Linked DNA regions of Danio rerio: region 2 is linked to region 1. A link is a contact called in public Hi-C data. All regions are on one chromosome and are shown on one strand. The core of a region is the stretch at or near the end of the contact, and the rest is flanking DNA. Distances in the headings are between cores, read along the strand shown.

Region 1 (4,737 bases), core at 1,497-3,996:
AACACAACAACTCTCATAATTAATCTGTTGGGGTTGATTCTATAGTTGCTATGGTAACACATCCACGGTAGTAATTGATCTGTTAAAGCAATTATATAGTTGCTAAGGTAACACAACAACTTGGGAGATTCTACAGTTGCTATGGTAACACAACGATAGTGATTGATCTGTTAAAGTGATTATATAGTTGCTATGGTAACACAACAACTTTCGTAATTAATCTGTTGGAGTGATTCTATAGTTGCTATGGTAACAACAACTAGTACTTGATCTGTTGTGGCTATTCTATAATTGCTATGGTAACACAACACGATAGTAATTGATCTGTTAAAGCGATTATATAGTTGCTATGGTAACACAACAACTCTCATAATTAATCTGTTGGGTGATTCTATAGTTGCTATGGTTACACAACAACGATAGCAATTGATCTGTTAAAGTGATTATATAGTTGCCATGGTAACACAACAACTTGGGGGATTCTATAGTTGCTATGGTAACAACAACGATAGGGATTGATCTGTTAAAGCGATTATATGGTTGCTATGGAAACACAACAACTTTTGTAATTTATCTGTTGGGGTGATTCTATAGTTGCTATGGTAACAACAACGATAGTGATTGATCTGTTAAAGCAATTATATGGTTGCTATGGAAACACAACAACTTTCGTAATTATATATATATATATAATATATATTTATAATATATATATATATATATATATATATATATATATATATATATATATATATATTTTATAATACACTTATACTAGAAGATAGTTCAACAACAATACTGCCCATTACTATAGTATTTTTGATGGAAAGATAGCTACTGGCTAACATTACTGCTCATTCTGATGTACTAAACACTACATGATGTTACAGTTCTCTTATCTGCACAGAAAATGTAATCTGTATAAGTCTGTGACCTAAAAATACAGTGCATTACAAATCTGTGTTCATGAATTATGCTGACACTGAGCAGTTTTAGGACTAATCTAACAACGGCTCTAATCTTGATCAGAGACAATGGTCACTTTAATCACATTAGACACACAGCATGCCAACATCAAAAATACTACAGTAATTTATAGCAAATACTATAGGATTTTAAACCATGCTATAGTCAAGTGTATTATACCAAAGACTGTAAAATACACAAGACATGTCAGTCATATTGTTTTATCACTATGACAATCACAGCATTTTCTAATCCATGATTTCAATTTATCACCCCACTCTAATTGCTAGATTCACGTGGATCTGATTATAGCCCTAAAATACAAAAAATAATAAATAAATAAATAAATAACATGTCTGCCTCATAAATACAATTGTATATATATATATATATATATATATATATATATATATATATATATATATATATATATATATATACACACACACACATATACACACAATAACTGGTCACTTTATTAGGTACACCTGTCCAACTGCTTGTTACCACAAATTTCTAATCAGCCAATCACATGGCAGCAACTCAATTTAGGCATTTAGGCATGTAGACATGGTCAAGACGATCTGCTGCAGTTCACACCGAGCATCAGAATGGGGAAGAAAGGGGATTTAAGTGACTTTGAACGTGGCATGGCTATTGGGACCAGACGGGCTGCTCTGAGTATTTCAGAAACTGCTGATCTACTGAGATTTTCACGCACAACCATCTCTAGGGTTTACAGAGAATGGTCTGAAAAAGAGGAAATATCCAGTGAGCGGCAGTTCTGTGGGCGCAACTGCCTTGTTGATGCCAGAGGTCAGAGGAGAATGGCCAGACTGGTTCCAGCTGATAGAAAGGCGACAGTAACTCAAATAAGCACTCGTTACAACAGAGCTCTGCAGAAGAGCATCTCTGAACACACAACACGTCCAACCTTGAGGCGGATGGGCTACAGCAGCAGAAGACCACACCGGGTGCCACTCCTGTCAGCAAAGAACAGGAAACTGAGGCTACAATTCACACAGACTCACCAAAACTGGACAATAGAAGATTGGAGAAACGTTGCCTGCTCTGATGAGTCTCCATTTCTGCTGACACATTCAGATAATCGGGTCAGAATTTGGCCTCAACAGTATGAAAGCATGGATCCATCCTGCCTAGCATCAGCGGTTCAGGCTGGTGGTGGTGTAATAGTGTGGGGTAGATTTTCATGGCACTTTTCTTGTGTGATGCTATCATGTCAATATGGAGCAAAATCTCTGAGGAATATTTCCAGTAGCTTGTTGAATCTATGCCACAAAGGATTAAGGCAGTTCTGAAGGCAAAAAAGGGTCCAACCCAGTACCAGTAAGGTGTACCTATTAAAGTGGCCAGTGAGTATATGTTCATATTTATCCTTATTTCTATAGCCTTTTTTAAAAGGTAGATTGTGACAAAGCAACTTAACATAGTGTAATATTTCAATTTGTGGAACATTCATGCTGTGTGCACCGTGTTTAATCTGTATCACACTGTTTCTGATTAAAATACAAGCATGAGTAACAGAGCCACTGAAGCTTCTCCTCTCCAACAGCCCTAATAATTCCAGTAAGTGTGGGGTAGTTTGGTTGCTGTGGTGATGTGTGTGTGTGTGTGTGTGTGTGTGTGTGTGTGTGTGTGTGTGTGTGTGTGTGTCTGCAGGCCTGTAGGATGAGGATGCGTGGGATTGAACGGCTGCTGCTCACATTCACAATGATCTGCCAAGGCTACACTGACATTACACTGGCCCTCATGGAGGAGTTCATTCTGCTGAAGATTCATACCACCCACACACTCTTACACACATACACATAGATCTACACCCACCCACACATACACATAGCTATGTACACACTCACAGAGACAGACACAGACACATAGATATAGATACACACACACACACTGTACACAAACTTACAAAGACACACATACAGTACACAAGCACACAAATGCAGACACACACATACATACACACAGATATATAAATTTACACACTCACTCACATACACATACATAGATAGATATATGTGAGTGTGTGTGTATATACATATATACACACACATGCACAGATACACACACAAAACACTTGTATGTACTGTACACACACACACACACACACACACACACACACACACACACACACACACATATATATATATGTACTGTATACACTCACACACACTCACAGACACACATATTTACACATATATACACACACATGCAAACATGCACGCGCACACACACACACACACACACACACACACACACACACACATGTACTGTATACAGACTCATACACACTCACAGTCACACATATTTACACATACACACATGCAAACATGCGCGCCTGCGCACACACCCACCCACCCACACACACACACACACGCACACACGCACACACGCACACACGCACACACGCACACACGCACACACGCACGCACACACACGCACGCACACACACGCACGTGCACACACGCACGTGCACACACACATACATAGAGACAGAGAGAAATAATGACACAAACACGCGTGCAACACACACAGACACACACATACGCACACACAAAGTACAAACCATATATTCTCTCCTCTACCCCTAAACTTGACCCTCACAGCAAACAATTTGCACTTTTACATCTTCATAAAACTTCATTCTGTCTTATTTACGAGTCGTTTCCTTCATGGGGACTAAAAAAAGGTCCCCACAAGGTCAAAATGAACCGGTATTGCTATACTTGTGGGGACATTAAATCCATGCAAAATGATAAATGATAAACAAGCACATATTTATACCCACAAACACACACACATGCGCTCAGCCAGTCCAAAAACACCCACACACTCCTCAGATCTCCATGCTGATTTGCTGTGATGTGTGTATGAATCTGGCATTCGCAATCCTCAAATGTCTGCTCTTCAACAGGCAGCTGGGAGAGTTTGGGTGTGTCTGAATGCCCAGCTGGACTTGTGCGTGTCTGCTAAACCTTTCTGAAACACACACTCCAAACACTGCTGGGTTGTTTCAACACGAAATGGGGATAAAATCTGGACAGACCAAAGTTTAGGTTACAATTATAACATAAAATCTTTTCAAAATGTGAAACGCGAAAGGGGCAGTTCACACAAAAATGACAAATTTGCTCACTATTTACTCTCCCTCAAGTACTTTCAAACATTTATGTTTCTTTCTGTTCAACACAAAAGAAGATATTTTGAAGAATGCTGAAAACCGGTAACCATTGACTTCCATTGTAGGAAAAACAAATATTATGGAAGTCAATGGTTACAGGTTTTCAGCATTCTTCAAAATATCTTCTTTTGTGTTCAACAGAAGATAGAAACTCATACAACTTTTGAAACATAAAGGATGAGTTAATGTTGACTGAATTTTCATTTTTGGGTGAACTATCCCTTTAACCCAATGCTTGAGTTCATCCAAATTTGGGTTCAAACATTCATTCATTCATTTTCCTTTCAGCTTAGTCCTAAATCAGACATCGCCACAGCGGAATGAATCGCCAACTTATCCAGCATATTTTTTACCCAGCGGATGCCCTTCCAGCCACACCCTAATACTGGGAAACACCCATACACTCATGCTTTTATACACTACGGCCAATTTAGCTAATCTATTCCTCTATAGCGAATGTGTTTGGACTGTGAGGGAAACCCACGCCAACATGGGGAGAACATGCAAACTACACACAGAAATGACATCTGACTCAGCCTGGCCTTGAACCAGCAACCTTCTTG
Region 2 (4,661 bases), core at 1,700-4,199, 38 kb after region 1:
AACTGCTCCTTTTAGGCTTTGATAGCACAGTAATTGTGCCAATTTGGTTTTAAAAGAGGGCGGAGCTACAAATGCCTGTGTGTCAGCATAGTGGCAGATTCAAAAACAAGACCAACTTCCTATGCTAATGATGGACACTAATGGGTGAGACTTTCCACCTTTGATAACGCCTACAAAGGGAGAATGTCAATCGAAGTATTTCTGCCGACTGTTTTTAGCAAGTGTGATTATAATAAATTGAATTTATCAATTTTGACTATTAGAAGCTGGTCATATTCACACACTCCTGTCACACAAGTGTGTTTAAACCCCTTATAAAGAGATTTTTGCATATAAGGTTACCTTTGAATGAATTTGAAATGCAATTTATGCCACTTGTTGAGTCCTGCAATGCAATGAGGTCATCCAAACACAGTCTGAAAGCTTTCTTCATGCACACTTTAGAGCACACGGGATGTTTTGCGTTGCATGCAGGCTTTCATGACATCACAGACACTTGCTTTGCAACATTTAGATTTCTAAATATTTTCTCAGAATTCCAAATTAATTTTCCAGAATTCTAAATATTGCCTCAGAATTCTAAGTTAATTAAAAAAAAAAATTAAATATTTTGCCCGAACTACAAATTAACATTCCAGAATTTTTTCCATTATTCCATTATTTTTTGCGGAATTCGAAGTTAATATCCCAGAGTTTTTCATATTTTGTGAGAATTCCGAATTAATATTTCAGAATTCTAAATATTACCTCAGAACCCCAAGTTAATATTCTAGAATTTAAAATATTGTGTCAGAATTCTAAGTGAATTCCCCCATAGTTCTAAATATTTTCTCAGAATTCCAAATTAAAATTCCAGAATCCGAAATAGTGTCAGAATTCTAAATTATTATGAAATCATTCTTAATATTTTCTCAGAACTCTCAATATTCCAGATTTCTAAACATTTTCTTAGAATTCCAAATTATTATTTCAGAATTCTGAATATTGTATTGTATCAGAATACCACAGAGTTTTAAATATCATCTCAGAAATCCAAATGAATATGCCAAAACTCTAAATATTTTCTCAGAATTCCAAATTAATATTAAAGAACTTTAATTACTGTCTACTAATTCGATTAAGATCAAAGAATTATAAATATTTAGTGAGAATTCTAAATTAATATTCCAGAATTCTAAATGTTACCTCGGAACCCCTGATTAATATTCCAGAATTTGAATAATTTTCTCAGAATTGTAAGTCGATATCAAAGAATTATAGATATTTTTTTCAGAATTCCAAATTAATATAACAGAACTCTAATTATTGTCTTGTAATTCAGTTAATATAAAAAAATTCTAAATATTTTGTGAGAATTCTAAATTAATATTCAAGAATTCTAAATATTACCTCGGAACCCCTGATTAATACTCCAGAATTTGAATAATTTTCTCAGCATTGTAAGTCGATATCAAAGAATTCTACAATTTTTTTTTTTTTTTGCAGAATTCCAAATTAATATCCCAGAATTTGAAACATTGTCTCAGAATTCTAAGTTAATATCACAGAATACTAAATATTTCCTCAAAAGTCTCGGTCCATATCGTTTAAGTGATATCTCAGAGTTTTACACTTATAAGTGTCTAAGTTTATAACTCACAACTCTATATTAATATCTGAGAAATCCACATTTATATCACACAATCCAGGTTTTAAACTAATTTGAAATGCAATTCATGCCACTTGTTGAGTCCTGCAATGCAATGAGGTCATGCAAACACAGTCTGAGAGCTTTATCTTCAAGCACATTTAAGAGCAGTTGGCGCGACGCGGGATGTTTTGCGTTGCATGCATGCTTTCATGACATCACGGACACTTGCGTTGCGTGCGTGCCATTATGACATCATGTGCAATGTTTTGCTGCACTAGAGTCTCATGGCTTCCATTAAGCGCTAATGTGTCCAGCGCTTAAACGCGACAGTCCGGCGCACATAGCCTATATTTTATTTATTTACAGCCATTTGCGCGCACTCGGCCACGCAAAGGCCGCATTCGTGCTGCAGCATGACGAATAAACACTGTATTACCTTCATAAATCAACATTTGCATCTACAAACGCAGTAAAAATCACTGATAGCCTCCGAAAGCCGTTGATTAGGGGACGCAAATGCGCGACGCTTGAAGTGTAAAAACGCAAAGCCGTGAGAAAACGACTGAAGGATAAAAGTAACCCGCTGCGGTGCTTTCAGGCAACATTAACGTGTGAAATGGTGATTGCAGATCCGCAGTGAAGATGATGGGCATCGGATCAAAATCCATTTCAGGTCACTGAAACTAACGTTCCAGATTTACGCAATTATATCAGTAGACTGCGAGTTATGGCGTCAGAAGCTGCCAAATCACAACAATACACTGGTTACAGTAACCATCGGTTATGCAAACACACATATGCGCTTTGGGAAAGGCAAAACTCCAGCTTGAGGATCTGACCACGCCTGTTTGCATCCATATTCTACTGTACCGTTATTCCACAGCTCGCATCTATGATTCCCTTTATTGATTACGAACATATAACACAATCTAACCTCAATCCTAGATTGCATATAACACACAGCATATTAAATAATGATGTAAATGCCTCCAGGCCCCTAAATCTGGATCAGCATTTAATGCACCTGGATTTATATCATTGACGCAAACTCCTCTCATTTGGACTCCATCACCACCCACGTATTTATGGGAAAAGCAGTGTTATTATTGCGGCAAACGCGATGCGGGCGAGCGCATTTCAGCTCTTTTGATGCTAATAAGACGCTTGGTGATGAAAGAAAGGGTTTGTTTGTACTCACCGATTAAAGAAAACGTGCTAAAGTTGCCCGCGTTTGGAGTCCGCAGCGCGAGAGAGGCAGGACACACTGCGCTGGGAGTGACCGCTGCGCACTGCCGCCCTCCCCGTCAGCTGCTGCACTGAGGCGGGCGCGGGGCGGGACTCACACACCCTACTACGGGGACACACTGCGGCCTTCGCCATAGTAGAGTGGAAATGTTTGATTCGTCTTGGCGAATCGAGTTTGTTTAATTGAATCGACTCACTGATTCGTCTCTTGCGTTCAGATGACTCGTTGAGTTTTCAGTCCCTTTATTGAATATTAGGATTTTCTTTTTTATTGTTTGTTACATTTTTATATATTATTAATAGCTGTTTTGTCACTAAATGGACTCTCAGTTGCCCATGCAAGAAAGATAGACGGATTTTCTTGTATTTAAATTGTGTGAATCATGTTTAAACTGGGTCAAAAACTAGATAATAATAATAATGCCTTATTTTAATTAGCATTAATGATTCTCTCAATGTTTTTGATATTTTATTTTCATTTTTTTAATATTTTAGTTATTATTTCAATTAATATTATTTTATTTTAATTATTATTTCAATTAATATGATTTTTATTTTTATTATTATTTCAATTGATATTATTTTTATTTTTATTATTTTTCTTTAATATTATTTTTATTTTTATTATTATTTCAATTAATATTATTTTTATTTGTATTGTTATTTCATTAATATTATTTTTATTTTAATTATTATTTCATTTAATATTATTTTATTTTAATTATTATTTCAATAAGTATTATTTTATTTTAATTATTATTTCAATGAATATTATTTTTATTTTATTATTATTTAAATGAATAATATTTTTATTTTAAATTATCATTTGTGGTTTCAGCTCTTTTACTATACGTCCTCATATTTCTTCAGTCCTGAATGAGTTCAGAATAATCAATTCATAGAATATTGACTCACCGTTATGGTACTGCCAGTATGAGCTGTTTTGAGGTCAGTCGATGTACTACATTTAGGCCAGACATCTGTGAGTACATGGGGCCATGCTTTGATGAAATATTGAATTATGATGTAGGCATATTTTAAAATCATGCATTCTTAAAAAATGTTGGGTTGATTTAACCCAACGTTGGGTTAATTTAACTAATTAAATTAAAATTAATCTCTAAAAATACTGGGTTTATTTAACCCAAGATAGGGTAATTTATCCAATTAAATTTAAGTTGCATTTTAAAAATGTTGGGTTTATTTAATCCCACATTCGGTTAATTTATTCAATTAAATTTAAATTACAATAAAAAAAATGTTAGGTTGATTTAACTCAACATTGGATTAATTTTATCCAATTAAATAAAATTATGGTTTAAAAATACTGGGTTTATTTAACCCAGGATTGAGTTAATTTATCATGTTAAATTTACGTTGCATTTTAAAAATCCTGAGTGTATTTATCCAATTTAATTAAAAATTGCATTTTAAGAATATTGTGTTGATTTATTCCAACATTGGGTTAATTTTTACAATTAAATTACAATCCCACTTTAAAAATCATTGGTTTATTTAACCCAAGATTGGGTTAATTTATCCAATTTAACCTAAATTGCATTTTAAAATCTTGGGTTGATTTAATTCAACATTGGGTTAATTTATCCAATTAAATTGAAAATATAATCAAAAAAATGTAGGGTTGATTAAACTCAACATTGGGTTAATTTATTAAATTAAACTAAAATTACGCTCTACAAATACTTGGTTTATTTAACCCAAGATTGAGTTAATTTATCATGATAAATTTACGTTGCATTTTAAAAATGTTGGGTTGATTTATCCC

The links. A called contact is a pair of places that touch in the nucleus more often than the background predicts.
Region 2: a contact with region 1 is called in a Hi-C map of an unstated tissue, with 4 times the contacts expected there. The contact joins two enhancer-like sites. A contact is called at or near these places in 1 of 18 Hi-C or Micro-C datasets (an unstated tissue) and 1 of 4 datasets of contacts at active chromatin or transcription factors (embryo).

What each region holds. Positions count from the first base shown.
Region 1 is chr11:45,537,300-45,542,036 of GRCz12tu, forward strand. No RefSeq gene overlaps it. Among named protein-coding and RNA genes, the nearest start is that of sptbn1, 41 kb to the left of the region's middle. Within about 2 kb of position 2,747, at least 11 of the 62 cell types and tissues checked have an H3K27ac peak or open chromatin away from gene starts, as enhancers often do.
Region 2 is chr11:45,575,067-45,579,727 of GRCz12tu, forward strand. No RefSeq gene overlaps it. Among named protein-coding and RNA genes, the nearest start is that of foxg1b, 48 kb to the right of the region's middle. Within about 2 kb of position 2,950, at least 51 of the 62 cell types and tissues checked have an H3K27ac peak or open chromatin away from gene starts, as enhancers often do.